4 separate regions of the Mus musculus genome follow, and all the other regions are linked to region 1. A link is a contact called in public Hi-C and promoter capture Hi-C data. All regions are on one chromosome and are shown on one strand. Each heading gives the region's core, a stretch centred on a gene start, on an enhancer-like site or on the middle of the called end of the contact. The rest is flanking DNA. Distances are from core to core; before and after follow the strand shown. Region 1 holds the start of Sfxn3 (sideroflexin 3). Region 2 holds the start of Scd1 (stearoyl-Coenzyme A desaturase 1). Region 3 holds the start of Fbxw4 (F-box and WD-40 domain protein 4). Region 4 holds the start of Dpcd (deleted in primary ciliary dyskinesia).

What was found. Promoter capture Hi-C pulls out the DNA fragments that hold promoters and counts their contacts. Hi-C and Micro-C count contacts between places; a contact is called where the count stands out from the background. Capture Hi-C pulls out chosen DNA fragments and counts their contacts.
Region 2: a Hi-C map of muscle stem cells shows a contact between it and region 1, with 2.4 times the contacts expected there. The contact joins the promoter of Scd1 here to the promoter of Sfxn3 in region 1. A contact is called at or near these places in 1 of 39 promoter capture datasets (stem cell-derived epiblast-like cells), 1 of 484 Hi-C or Micro-C datasets (muscle stem cells) and 1 of 115 datasets of contacts at active chromatin or transcription factors (pancreatic cancer cells).
Region 3: a contact with region 1 is called in a promoter capture Hi-C map of erythroid cells, with 8 times the contacts expected there. The contact joins the promoter of Fbxw4 here to the promoter of Sfxn3 in region 1. A contact is called at or near these places in 4 of 39 promoter capture datasets (the 3T3-L1 cell line, cranial neural crest and erythroid cells), 3 of 115 datasets of contacts at active chromatin or transcription factors (astrocytes, microglia and pancreatic cancer cells) and 1 of 9 other capture datasets (adipose tissue).
Region 4: a promoter capture Hi-C map of adipose tissue shows a contact between it and region 1. The contact joins the promoter of Dpcd here to the promoter of Sfxn3 in region 1. A contact is called at or near these places in 2 of 484 Hi-C or Micro-C datasets (LSK cells and embryonic stem cells), 7 of 115 datasets of contacts at active chromatin or transcription factors (SST interneurons, bone marrow-derived macrophages, extraembryonic endoderm stem cells and 4 more) and 4 of 9 other capture datasets (adipose tissue, embryonic stem cells, liver and 1 more).

The regions. Positions count from the first base shown.
Region 1 is chr19:45,045,870-45,048,983 of GRCm38.p6, reverse strand. Sfxn3 (sideroflexin 3) reads right to left here and starts at 1,408. Exons shown (of 11, transcript NM_053197.4): 1 at 1,094-1,408. It also overlaps a transcript of Pdzd7 not described here.
Region 2 is chr19:44,406,098-44,409,211 of GRCm38.p6, reverse strand. It overlaps Scd1 (stearoyl-Coenzyme A desaturase 1), which reads left to right and starts at 1,503. Exons shown (of 6, transcript NM_009127.4): 1 at 1,503-1,826; 2 at 2,452-2,725. The coding sequence starts at 1,803.
Region 3 is chr19:45,658,508-45,661,621 of GRCm38.p6, reverse strand. Fbxw4 (F-box and WD-40 domain protein 4) reads left to right here and starts at 1,429. Exons shown (of 9, transcript NM_013907.2): 1 at 1,429-1,846. The coding sequence starts at 1,593.
Region 4 is chr19:45,559,170-45,562,283 of GRCm38.p6, reverse strand. Dpcd (deleted in primary ciliary dyskinesia) reads right to left here and starts at 1,699. Exons shown (of 6, transcript NM_172639.3): 1 at 1,577-1,699. The coding sequence starts at 1,640. It overlaps Poll (polymerase (DNA directed), lambda), which reads left to right and starts at 1,720. Exons shown (of 9, transcript NM_020032.3): 1 at 1,720-1,798; 2 at 2,568-2,704. The coding sequence starts at 2,593.

The DNA.
Region 1 (3,114 bases), core at 159-2,658:
GATCCATAAACAAGGGTGGGGGAGGAGTTGTTCCCTAGGTAGTGTTTTAGCCAGGAACATACAGCCACTTAAGAGCCGGAGGGAAGACCAGAACCAAGAATATAGCTTTCCTGACGCTGTGGCCTGATGCCAGATTTACGTGTGTGTGAGTGTGTGTGTGTGTGTGTGTGTGTGTGTGTGTGTGTGTGTGTGTGTGATTCCCCAGCAGCAGCTAATCTGGGGCAGCTATCTTGAGCTCCTGCTATAGGAGCACAGAACATGGATAACACACCCAAGCCCTTTCCAGCTTCAGGCCCCAGCTGCCCCAAGACTTAGATAAAAACTTCCAAGGCTGTTTGGAAAAATGACAGAAGGCAGCCCACACTCAAGCCCCTGATTGGAGGAGACATTAGGCACCTGAGGGCTGATCCGTACCAGATCTCAAACAGCACTGGAGTGGCAGCCATTTGTGAACATGTGAGCACCCACATAGCCTCCTCAAACCCACTTGCTTCCACTCCTACACAATAACTCCGGGCTCTCCCTGGTCCTGGGTTGAATAGAACTGACGCAGGCACCCACCCAACTCTCTCTGAGCCTCAGAAAAACCTCAGGAAAGGGCGAGATTCAATGGATGCCCCTCCGCCCAGCACAAAAAGGAATGCCAAGAACAGCCATCTGGCTGTGTTAGGCAAAAATCCTGCAGAGTGACTAATACCCTCCAACCCCACTTCCTCCCTCACAGTAGACACCGTCCCCACCCGACTTTCACATACTTATACACAAAGACAGGCACGCCCTCCCCAGCACACAAACAGGTTAGAGTCACACTGTATACACTAGTCAACCAACCAGAGTACCGTTACACACACACACACACACACACACACACACACACACACACACGCTCAGCCATATCTATCAGTTGCAGACATTTGAAAGCATGCCTAACACACAGCCTCAACCAACCCCTCCTTGTGCCCTACAGATCCTAACAGACCACGCAATATGGAATTCCCATAAGAGAGAGCACCTCTCTCAAGGCAAGCCTTCTGTTCTGAGCCCAAGCCCTCACCCCTCCACTTTGCTGATTCCCAAGGCAGCAGGCACTCACGCTTTCCGGGGTTTTCAGCCTCTAGAAGCTCTCAGACCCGCCTTCCTCACCGCTCTCCGCTTTCCTCCCAGCCATCACCGAGACGTCACGCGTGACGCTGAGCAGCAGGGAAGGGCGGGGGCTCCCTGAGCTCGTTCGCCTGACCCACCCCCCCTCTTGGCAGAGTTCCGAGACAGTGGATGTCCAGAGTGATTCTCCCAGACCAGGCCGTTGAGACCAAACCCGACCCAGTCCTGGGAAGCAATTCTGGCCTCCTTCCCAACCAGGGAGAAAAGGGGAGGAGCCGCCCCACTTGCCTCCTTCGCTTGCAGTCCCTTAGCTTGCCTCTGGAGGCACCCACCCCCGCAGCACCCAGTCTAGGTGCACTGGGTGCGGGTGAGCGGCGTGGAGGGCGGGCCTCTGAGGGTGCAACGCCCGGAGGGATTCGGATTACTGCTTGTTTACTTGATTGCTGCCTTGGCAATGGACTCTCCTTGCTTGCACCCTGGTCTGCTACTCCAGGTCTTAGAGGCTCCTTTTGCAGATCCTCGTCATTCGCATCTCTTTCCAGCCACATTGTTGTGGTATCTGTGCCCCTTTTGTGTTCCCAGTCCCCTTTGCCACCTAATCCCCAGCTCCACTGTGCCAGCAATTTTTTGTACCCCCAACACTTATCCGTACACAAACTGACGCCCCAGTCCTAGGGATGTGCACGGCCAAAGTTTCCCGTGATCTCTGCCTGCATCCAAGCAGGCGCATCAGAAAGATTCTTCTCCTAGTGGCCTGGGATCAGCTGCTGTATCGTGCGGCCTTTCCAGAACAGGGTGTCTCCGAAGGTGAAGAAGGCATTACACACACACATCCCTTATCCATCAGCACCCAGGGCACAGCGGCGACACAGCCATGTTCCAGCTTTCCTTCCTGCTGATCTCAGGCTCAGGTTCAGCTCTTTCGTTTGTGACATTCTCCCACAGAGACCTTAGGGATGACTACGGAAGGGATGGCAATTTCAGGAAGCTAGCGTGGCCCGGAGAAGACGTGATTCTAGTAGCCAGTGGAACCCAGCCAGTTCCAGAGCCTGGGTTCCAACGACCAGTTGGGGTTCAGAGTTGGGGCGGGCAGAGCCCAGAGGTATCAGACAGGTGAGAAGCTACAATCCGGACAGGCTACCAAAGGTGCTAGAAGAGAATGACTGGCGGTCTCAGCAGCCAATGGGATCCCAGGACCGCGCAGGGTAGCTCTATTCCAGCAGCTGCGCGGAGCGTGGGCGGGGTCCTTAGTTCACTGTATCGCGCCCGCCAGCGGGCGACAAGGGCAGCGGCGGCACACGGGACCAGGTGAGGTGGCCAAGTCCTAGAGGTAGCGAGGCAGGAGGTCCTACATGGGGGAGTCTGTTTTTTGGTTTACAGAAATGCTCTAGAGGGCGTGACCCCTGGTTTTGCACTAGCGATTTGTGGGGCTCTCTCCAGAAGATCACTCAGTCCTGGGATAGAGTCTTGCAGCGACTTTAGACTCACAACTGCAGCCTGGAGCCTGACATTCACCTGGGGGTGGCGGTGGGGGGCAAGCTCGACCGCAGCTATCCCAGGTCCTGAAGTCCAGCTCGGGAGGCTAGCCCCTACCCATATACATATACACACAGGAAAGATGCTGCAGTAAACTGTGTGGCACCCATTCTCCTCTCTCTCTTTAAAACTCAAGAGCCTGCTGTGACCCCCATCTCTACTCTCTGAGTGTCAGATGAGGACCGGAGACTGGGTGGATGACTCCATTGAGAATAGCAATGGAGGAATGGAGGGAGGAATGGAAGGAAAGTGTCCCAATGGCCTTGTAGAAACAAATCCCCAAATCCAAGATGGTGCAGAACTGGGCCGATCTCCTCTGGGCCCAGGATGGGAGAGGGGGACAGGATGTTCAAGTCAGGAGGAAGTGCAGAAGCCAGGGTAATGGGACAGCACTCATCCCTCTCCCCAAACCCTGTTCTTCCTACACAGATCTGGAAGCCCTACTCCTAAGAAGCATTCAGACTGAAATTGCATCAG
Region 2 (3,114 bases), core at 254-2,753, 640 kb after region 1:
ACATAGAGAAACCGTATCTTAAATTTTTTTTTCAGAAGAAAGAAAGGAACTATGTAGAGTAGGCTGCAAAGCCATTGATATCAGACAGACAGACAGACAGGCAGGCAGGCAGGCAGGCAGAAGAAAAGCGAGAAGAGGAAAAAAAGAAAAGAACTCACTATGTAGACCAGGCTGCATTTGGCTTTTTGAGACAGAGTTTCTTTGTGTAGCCCTGGCTGTCCTGGAACTCACCTTGTAGACCAGGCTGGCCTTGAACTCAGAAATCCGCCTGCCTCTGCCTCCTGAGTGCTGGGATTAAAGGCATGCGCCACCATGCCAGGCCTGCCTTTACCTTTGAGCCACTCATCTGATACTCAATTCCTAGCTCCACCATACACTGGCTAAGCGTGACCACAGGTAACCTCAACTCTTTTAAATTTCACTTCCTTTTTAAAAAGACCGAGGAGCTGGACCCAGCTCAAAGGCAGACACAGATCTATGAAGCTTGAGGCCAGTTTGGTCTACACTGTGAGTTCCAGGACAGTCAGAGCTTCAGAGACCTTGTCTAAAAAGAAACCAATAACAGTAAGTACCAAGGAATACCTACTGCTCAGGGTCAGTGTGGGTTCAACAAAAAGGAAATTCTTGAGACTTCTTAGGGATCGCAAAGTGCCTGTTTGCTATTCGCACCGCACACTCAGGCCCTTTGATTCCTTAGTCCCTTTTCTTGGAATCTCAACGTGAGGATCTAAGGAGCTCTCAAACGTCCCGTCCCGTTTGAGGAGAAGCAGCTAGGATTGGGCTCTGGCTCCCAGCAGAGGCGGTCCCCGGCAGACGGAGCCCAATGAGTGAGTGCAGTTGTAACTCAGCGTGTGCTGTCAAGAACGCAGCAGCAACCGGATGCTGGCTGAAGGGATACACTATTGTTTTCCCGGGTCAGAGCCCTGGGCGCACCCTCATATCCCAGTCTCCCGGGGTTTCTCTTTGCTGGTGCCTGGAAGTGGGGGTAGATGTGAAGTTAGACCGAGTTGTGAGTGGCGGTAGCCAGTGTCTTCCTCACTTCTTTCGATGCGATTTCCCCAGTGAACCATTTGCTAAGCGCCAGACCAAAGTCCTAGGCTTGCACACAATTCCTACTTGGAATCACGTTATCCTGCTCTTAAAGAAAAGTCACCCATCAGCCCACAGCAAAGAGGATAAGGAGAAAAAGAGGGGAGGAGAGAGCGAGAAGCTAGAGGCAGAGGGAACAGCAGATTGCGCCTAGCCAATGGAAAAGGCAGGACAAGGTGGCACCAAATTCTCTTTGGCCAATGACAAGACGGGCTTCACAGGAGGCACATTAGCATTTATCCCCAGGCAGGGGGTTGGAGCAGCGCGCCCTGTTGATGCCTTCAGCATCCCGGCGCCTCCAAGGTCTACTCTGGAATCTACTTGGCTTTCTTTCCCGTTCTTGGTCCCGCCCTCTCTCTCTCCCTCCCTCCCTCCCTCCCTCCCTTCCTCCCTCCCTCCCTCCCTCCCTCCCTCACCTCCACGCCTGGCTTCCTTGGCTAGCTATCTCTGCGCTCTTTACCCTTTGCTGGCAGCCGATAAAAGGGGGCTGAGGAAATACTGAACACGGTCATCCCATCGCCTGCTCTACCCTTTAAAATCCCAGCCCAGGGAGATCTGTGCACAGCCAGACCGGGCTGAACACCCATCCCGAGAGTCAGGAGGGCAGGTTTCCAAGCGCAGTTCCGCCACTCGCCTACACCAACGGGCTCCGGAACCGAAGTCCACGCTCGATCTCAGCACTGGGAAAGTGAGGCGAGCAACTGACTATCATCATGCCGGCCCACATGCTCCAAGAGGTGAGCTTCCAGAAGCGGCCCTCGCTCCTTGCACTGGCCACGCAGCTAGGTGACTGGTCCCGGGAGGAGAAAGTTGAGAGTTCTCCGGACTACTGGGCTTTCTCGAATTCTGACGTGACCGGTTGGTTGAGAGGTGTAGATTGTAATTTGGGCAGATGAGTCCCAACTTTCGTGCCTTTAGCTTTAAAGCAGCGGTTCTCAATTTTCAAGATGCTGCGATCCTTTATTTACTACAGTTTTTCATGTTGTGGTGACCCCCTCCCCCCCAACCATAAAATGATTTCGTTGCTACTTCATAACTTTAATTTTGGTACTGTTTTGAATCGTAATGTAAATATCTGTTTTCCGATGGTCTTGGGCTGCCCCTCTGAAAGGGACATTTGACCCCCAAAGGGGCTGAGCGTGAGACACAGGTTAAGAACCGCTGCTTTAAAGAAAAGCCCGTCCTACCGATACTTGTATAACTTACACGGGGATCCCTTTGTGTGTTACTGAGGCTATAAATGTTTCATTCTTCTTTCCTATTTCTCTCTCTCTCTCTCTCTCACACACACAACACACAGAGAGAGACAGAGAGAGAGAGCCCCACAGATCGGCCTCCCCCGACTGAATTTTTTCTTTGCAGATCTCCAGTTCTTACACGACCACCACCACCATCACTGCACCTCCCTCCGGAAATGAACGAGAGAAGGTGAAGACGGTGCCCCTCCACCTGGAAGAAGACATCCGTCCTGAAATGAAAGAAGATATTCACGACCCCACCTATCAGGATGAGGAGGGACCCCCGCCCAAGCTGGAGTACGTCTGGAGGAACATCATTCTCATGGTCCTGCTGCACTTGGGAGGCCTGTACGGGATCATACTGGTTCCCTCCTGCAAGCTCTACACCTGCCTCTTCGGTGAGCAGCGCCCCTTGTCTTGGGCCAGTGCCTCAGATTTCTCTTTGCTCTCTAATAAGGTACCCTCTGACCCAAGGCAGTGGCTGCTCTGTTCAGATTTCCCCAGCCTTTTTTTCTGGTTCCTTGTGGGACTTAACATGAATACTGAGTCCCTGTGCAGGAGACTGGGAGGGGTCTACCTGAGGCAGAGAAGCAACTCTCTCTGAACAAGCTTTTCTGTATGAGACGCTTGCTTAAGCTGTGCATCCTGGCCCCACCTGACCCAAGAGAACCCAGCCCTACCTGAGAGGCATGGGAAATCCCGTGCTAGTCAGGGACAATTGTGGACTACTCTTCAGCCAGGGCAGGGAACAGACCCCGAGGACACTGTACCAGAGCAGTCCTTGAAA
Region 3 (3,114 bases), core at 180-2,679, 610 kb before region 1:
TGCCTCTGGCTCCTCAGCTCTGGGACTATTAGCATGTTCTACCACGCCTGGCTCTCCTAAGTCTTACTTCCTAAGTGCTGTCTAATAGAGAAATAACACGGAATACAAAGATTTCTAACAATTATACGAAATATACTGAATTCAGTTCAGTATGTCCAGACTACTAATAATTAACATGTAGTTTAGAATTATGTAAGACATCTCACATTCTTTTTCCTGTCTAGCTCTTCAAAATCAGCTGTGTACCTCACTTATGCTTACAGCACGCTCAGACCTGGAGACCCTGCCTTTCACACACACAGAAAGAAGCCACATGTGATTAAAGTGGCCCCACAGATCCAATGGGACAGCATCGATCTGTACTTCTGAAGCTTAGATTGGTTCAGGTGGATCCAGTGGGTGGTATGGGAAACGGATCCCTAGTAATCTTGTAGATTCAGCTCTGCCTATGTAACGGCTACTAAAAAACCCCTGCTTGGCCACGTGCTGCTTCGTTTGGGAGCTGCGGACTCAGGATCTAGAAGGTTGGTTTTACCTCCCTCATTGTTGTCGAATCATACTGGGACAACCTACAGGACCTTGGTTGACATCCTTCGTGAGACCAAGGGCAATGGAACTTTCTAACGTCTGGCTTGCATTTTTTTAAGAATCTGGTTTGTGGCTTGTGGAAAGAAGGCATCAACCTGGGGAAGAGGAAGCCTCATGGGACCAAAAGGCCCCTTGAGGGCAGAGGCTCAACTTTGATAGTTCCTGAAGCCACAGGCTCCTCTTGTGACGTAGGTGGGAGTTTTCTGTGAACCTTTCAGCAATCTGTCTGTCTGTCTGTCTCTGTCTTTTTAATTTGGACAGTCTCTTGCTCTGTAGGCCAGGCCGGCCTTGAACTCATGGCCATCCTCCTGCCTTAGCCTCATGCCGGGATCACAGACGAGAGCCATCAAGCTCGCTTTCTCCATCCGGTCTTGAAGACACACGCTTCAACTAGATGTTCCTGGTGCTCCAGAAGATGGGGATGTCAGTGACCAGGTTGGGGTTCGCACCCCGAAATACAGGCGTGAGGGGCGGGTCTCGGCTTGGGCCCGCGCCGCCCCATGTGACCCGGTCCGACGTGGTGTCGCCTCCTCTCGAGGAGGCGGTGGCGTCTTCGGCTGTGCGTCGAGCCGGCCCCGCGGCCGCTCATGAGCAGCCAGGGCCGCTCGGGTCCCCCCGGGAACCGCGGGCCCAGGGAAGGCGAGGGCGGGGAGGCGAGGAAACTGCAGGAGGCGAGGGTCGCGCGGGGAAAGCAAGGGAAAGGGAAAGGGAAGGGGAAAGCAGGTACCGGGCACGGCGGAAGAGGAAGCGGGGCGGAAGGAAAGCCGGGCCTGCAGCCGGAGAGGAAGGCAGCGGGGCCGGCGGCTGAGGCAGGCCGGGGACAGGAAGGCGAGGGAGGCGAGGAGGAAAGGCCGAGAAGCTCCGGGAAGCGGGATGAGGGCAGCGCAGAGCCGGGGAAGGAGGAGCGGAGGGTCGGGGCCGGGCGGCGGGAGGACGACAGCCTGGAGAGAGGACAGGAGCAGGGACCTCAGGCGTGCGGCGGCATCCCGGGAACCCGGACGGCCATGGCGGAGGACGCGGCGGAGGATGCCGCAGCGGCGGCCGTGGAGCCGGCCACCCGTCCGGCCGCGGGGCCCGCGCTCTGGCGCCTGCCGGAGGAGCTGCTGCTGCTCATCTGCTCCTACCTCGACACGCGGGCCCTCGGCCGCCTGGCCCAAGTCTGCCGCTGGCTGCGGCGCTTCACCAGCTGCGACCTGCTCTGGCGCCCGATAGCCCGGGCCTCGCTCAACACCGGCTTCACGCGGCTCGGCACCGACCTGTAAGCGCCCGCTCGCCCGCCCGCTCCCCGCCCCGGGCCGGCCAGCGTCCTGGGAAAGGGCGGGGCGCCGAGGCCTGGTCGGCTCGGGACCGTGTGGCACCCGGAATACTGAAGCCCAGACTTGCCCCCCACCCCCTCCCTCTCCCCTCCCCCAGCACCCTCGAGGAATACTGGTGTCACCCCTCTTCAAGATTCCCCAACCCGAGGAAACTTCCGGAGAGCATTCCTCAGTCGGCACCCTCCCCCGTGGGCGGCTACTCACAGTTAGCCATCCTAAAATGAGTATTCCCAAAGGTTTGGCTCCCTGGGTTCCTTGCCCTGTGTCCTGTGCGACAGACAGGACCTGAAGGGTGACTCCTGCTGGTTCTAGGGCCCAGGCCCAGGTCCACCAACGTGGTTTTTGTGGCCTTTCGTCCTGCCCACCCTCTCAAAGGTTGTTAGGTTTCAGGGCTCAGATCAAATTAAATGTGCAGAAAAGGGCTCAGAACCTTAAAAAAACAAAAACAAAAACAAACAAAAAAACCTTTCAGTTCCATTGTCAACCTATTTTAGGACTTAATTCAGGTGGAAGGACCCACAAAAGATGTCTGTGTGAGGCATCAAGTTGGATTTGGGGTAGGCGGTATCCAAGATAGGCAGTTTGACCTAGTAATATCTGAGACCCGTGGATGCAAACCATTCCTAAAACACTCAGGCTGTTAAACAGGAAGGGGAGAGCGTGTATGACAGTCACAGAACTGGTCAGGATAAACGCTTTCAGACTGCACCCTGCTCTTGCTTTGTTGTAACATATGCGAATATAATAAAGTTTTAAAAAACCGTAAGAAATGATCATTTGATGCACTCCTATTTCCATTTTAAAAGTTTTTCAGTTGCACACCCCCTAACCCTACTACCCCCCACCCCCCACCCCACTTCCCCATCCTAACAGAATGAATGCTTAATGAATGATGTAATAGATTTGGAGGTATGTCATACGCCATGACATAATTTGTCTTGAATTAACTCCTTAGAATAAAAATTTCAAGGTAGCCACTATTGGATTAAAGGTTTTGATGGGCAGAGGTCACAGTATACCAGCAAAGAATGAGTGAGCCGGTTTGATGAGAGAATTAAACCACATCTTTAGTGGGTGAGTGATAGTAGCCAAAGCTCTGTTATTTTGTATCGCTCTGCGCTAGCCAGGATAAATATTTTGCCATGTGTCTGTTTCACCTGTGAGACTGTTTCTTCCTACTCCTTGTCTCTGGGGTCTTGGTGTTTTTGTT
Region 4 (3,114 bases), core at 450-2,949, 510 kb before region 1:
CTTCATCTCCACTTACCAAGTAACTATTAAAAATTCCTTAGGGGCTAGAATATCACCTCTTCTATTTAGTGATTATCCAAAGAGAAAATTATTTTCACCTCTGTGCTTTCTTAGCATTTCACAGACTATCTCAATCTTTCCTTCCTTCCTGTCTGTCTGCCTGACTTCCTCCCTCCCTCCTCCCTCCCTTCCTTCCTTCCTTCATTCCTTCCTGAGTCTCCTGCCTTGACCTCCTGAGTGCAGAGATGGCAGGCATGGGGCTATCCTTGCCTTTCTAAGATCCCAACCTCTATTTAATACAAGCTGCTATTTCCTTACATATTTTTTTCTTGATAATTTTATGATCCCAGGAAAGCATAAGCCATGGTTGTCGTCTTCTTGTTTGTTTTAACTTTGCTATTGTCTGTTTTTTCTATCTGCTCTAGCACAGAATTTGGCACATGGCAATGGGTTCCCTAAATGCTGTAGGGTAGGAGCAAATGAAACCTGATTTTAATTTCTGTAAACTTCAGGCACCTGCCTGTGGATGTTTTAAAGCTAGCTGTTAGCTTTAAAGCCTCAGGAATTCAGACCTAAGGCACCCTGGCTGCCAGGTGGGTGGGTCTGTGAAAGACCTCAGGGGCACAGGGCACTTAAACTGGCCACTTGCAGGATGAGGAAAAGCTGACATCTCAAGCTCCTGTTCTTAGTCATTTAGACCTTAGCCCTTGCTCTATCTCCCCTAAAGATCAGGGGGCAATTTAAAATCCACATCATAAACAAAACATAGTTAGAAAACAAGGACCTGGGCTGGTGAGATGGCTCAACAGGTAAGAGCACCCGACTGCTCTTCTGAAGGTCCTGAGTTCAAATCCCGGCAACCACATGGTGGCTCACAACCATCCGTAACGAGATCTGACTCCCTCTTCTGGTGTGTCTGAAGACAGCTACAGTGTACTTACATATAATAAAAAAATAAATAAATCTTTAAAATAAAAAAAAGAAAGAAAAGAAAAAGAAAACAAGGACCTTAGAAACAACACTGGTAGCCCACCCACTTCATTTTATAATTGAAGAAAATGGGGTCCTAACAACTGAAGAGGTGAATCGATGTTAGAGTTGATCTAAAACCCTGGTGTCTCCTTTCTATGCCATTGGGGCTGCTGTCATCAATAGGACCCCCAAATTGAGCTGCATGGATCCCAGATGACGAATTATACCTGATTATCTGCAAAACCTGGGTTTGGTCTAAAACCTTCCTGGGTTTCAGTTTCCTCGTCAGTCAAATGGGGTGCAGAATTAGCCTCTTGGTACAGCCCTGAGGGACGATGATGAATGTAAAATGAATTATTGGGAAATACCAACAAAACTCTGAGCGGGGAGAGATGATATAAGGAACTCTTGAGGTGGGTGACCAAAGACTTGGGTTCCACTCGGGTCATCTCCCTGGGCCGGTTTCCTCTGCAAAAGCAGGAAGCTGGCATGGCTGTAGGCTGCTGCGACAGGTCCAGCTCTGCCCACCCAGGCTGAGGCCCTCCCTGGGGGAGCGGGCGCATAGAGCCCGCCCTGGGGGGAAGGACGAGGGGTCTCGAGTTACCATCCTGCAGCAGTGCCGTCTTCTCGGCCGACCGCAAAACCTCCAACCAGCTAGTCACCGCCATCTTCCCTCCGCCCAGGAACGCGCCGGGCCACTGCCATGGCAACTACCCGACCGATGATCACTTCCGGATGACCCGGGAAGTATTCTGGGAACTGATTTTTTTTTTTTTTTTTCCCCTCTACCCCTTCCTCCCCCAATCCGTTTTCATTGGCTCCCATGGTGAGTTTATTTCTCTTTGCCGGGAGATTCTAACCTACTTTGGACCGGTCCTGGGGCCGGGTGGGGTGGGGATGCTCCCAGAACTTTTAGGGATCCAGCACCAACTCTCTTCTGGCCCCAGCTGGGAGTCCCTGGTTCACACCAGCTGCTCACAGTGGATGTGGCACGTCTGCTTCGGTCTTGCCCACCTCCAGCTGTGAGGGCTCCCTACATCTGCTGCGGCTGCACTCCACCTCCCTGCAGCTGCGGGGCTCAGACCCGCGCGATGGGGCTGCTGCGACAGGGACAGGTGCGCAGCGTGCCCACAACTTTCCCTGAAGCCTCACTCCCCAGGTTTTCTTCTGCGAATGCACATTGAGGCTAGAGAAAGATGATGCGAGGTTTATGTGACATGTCCCTTAGACTCCAATTCGTTGGGGAGATGAAGACTCTCCTAAAGATGTAGTCCGGTTCCCAAACCCGTCATCATTTTGGAAAAGTCTCTTGGAAGGGGACGCAGAGGCTGACTCTGCGCTATATTCCTCCCCCCACCCCCACCCCATGTTGTTTCCTTTCGATCCACACCTCCCCTACACCCACAAGAATCCCAACCTTTCCCTGGCTTCCCTCAGTACGACTAGGGTTGAAAGGCTGGTATGTGTGTGTGGCACTCGGATTAAATCACTTAAGTTTAACTGGGGTTTCCGAGACCTCTGAGAAAGGGACCTGTTACCCCTAAACCCCACCTCTATGCCAAATTATTAAGGGCTGGCTCTCAATCCTTTAACAGAAAGGCCAGGATCCAGCGCCCTTCAATGGACCCTCAGGGCATCGTGAAGGCCTTTCCCAAGCGGAAGAAAAGTCATGCAGATCTATCTTCAAAAGCACTTGCAAAGATTCCCAAAAGGGAGGTGGGAGAAGCTAGAGGTGAGCCGGTCCACCCTCACACACTGGAACGTTCAGCCTTCTTGTTTTCAGCTAGAGTCAGATTAACAGAAGTGACCTAACCTGTGGCCAAGATCAGGTTGGCCTCAAACTCGAAAAGCAAAACAAAACAACAAAAAAGGAAGTTTGCTGAAAAAAACAAAACAAAACAAAAGCAAAAACAAAAACAAAAAACCCCTGGGGGGTATCGCTAGCAAGCAAGCCTTTAGCCTTTAATCCCAGCACTTGGGAAGCAGAGGCAGGCAGATTTCTGAGTTCGAGGCCAGCCTGGTCTACAGAGTGAGTTCCAGAACAGCCAGGGCTACACAGAGAAACCCTGTCTTGAAACTAACCACCCCCCCCCAAAAAAAGGAAGTTTGTTGTACGTTTGCGGTAGAATTCTTTGAAGGTAT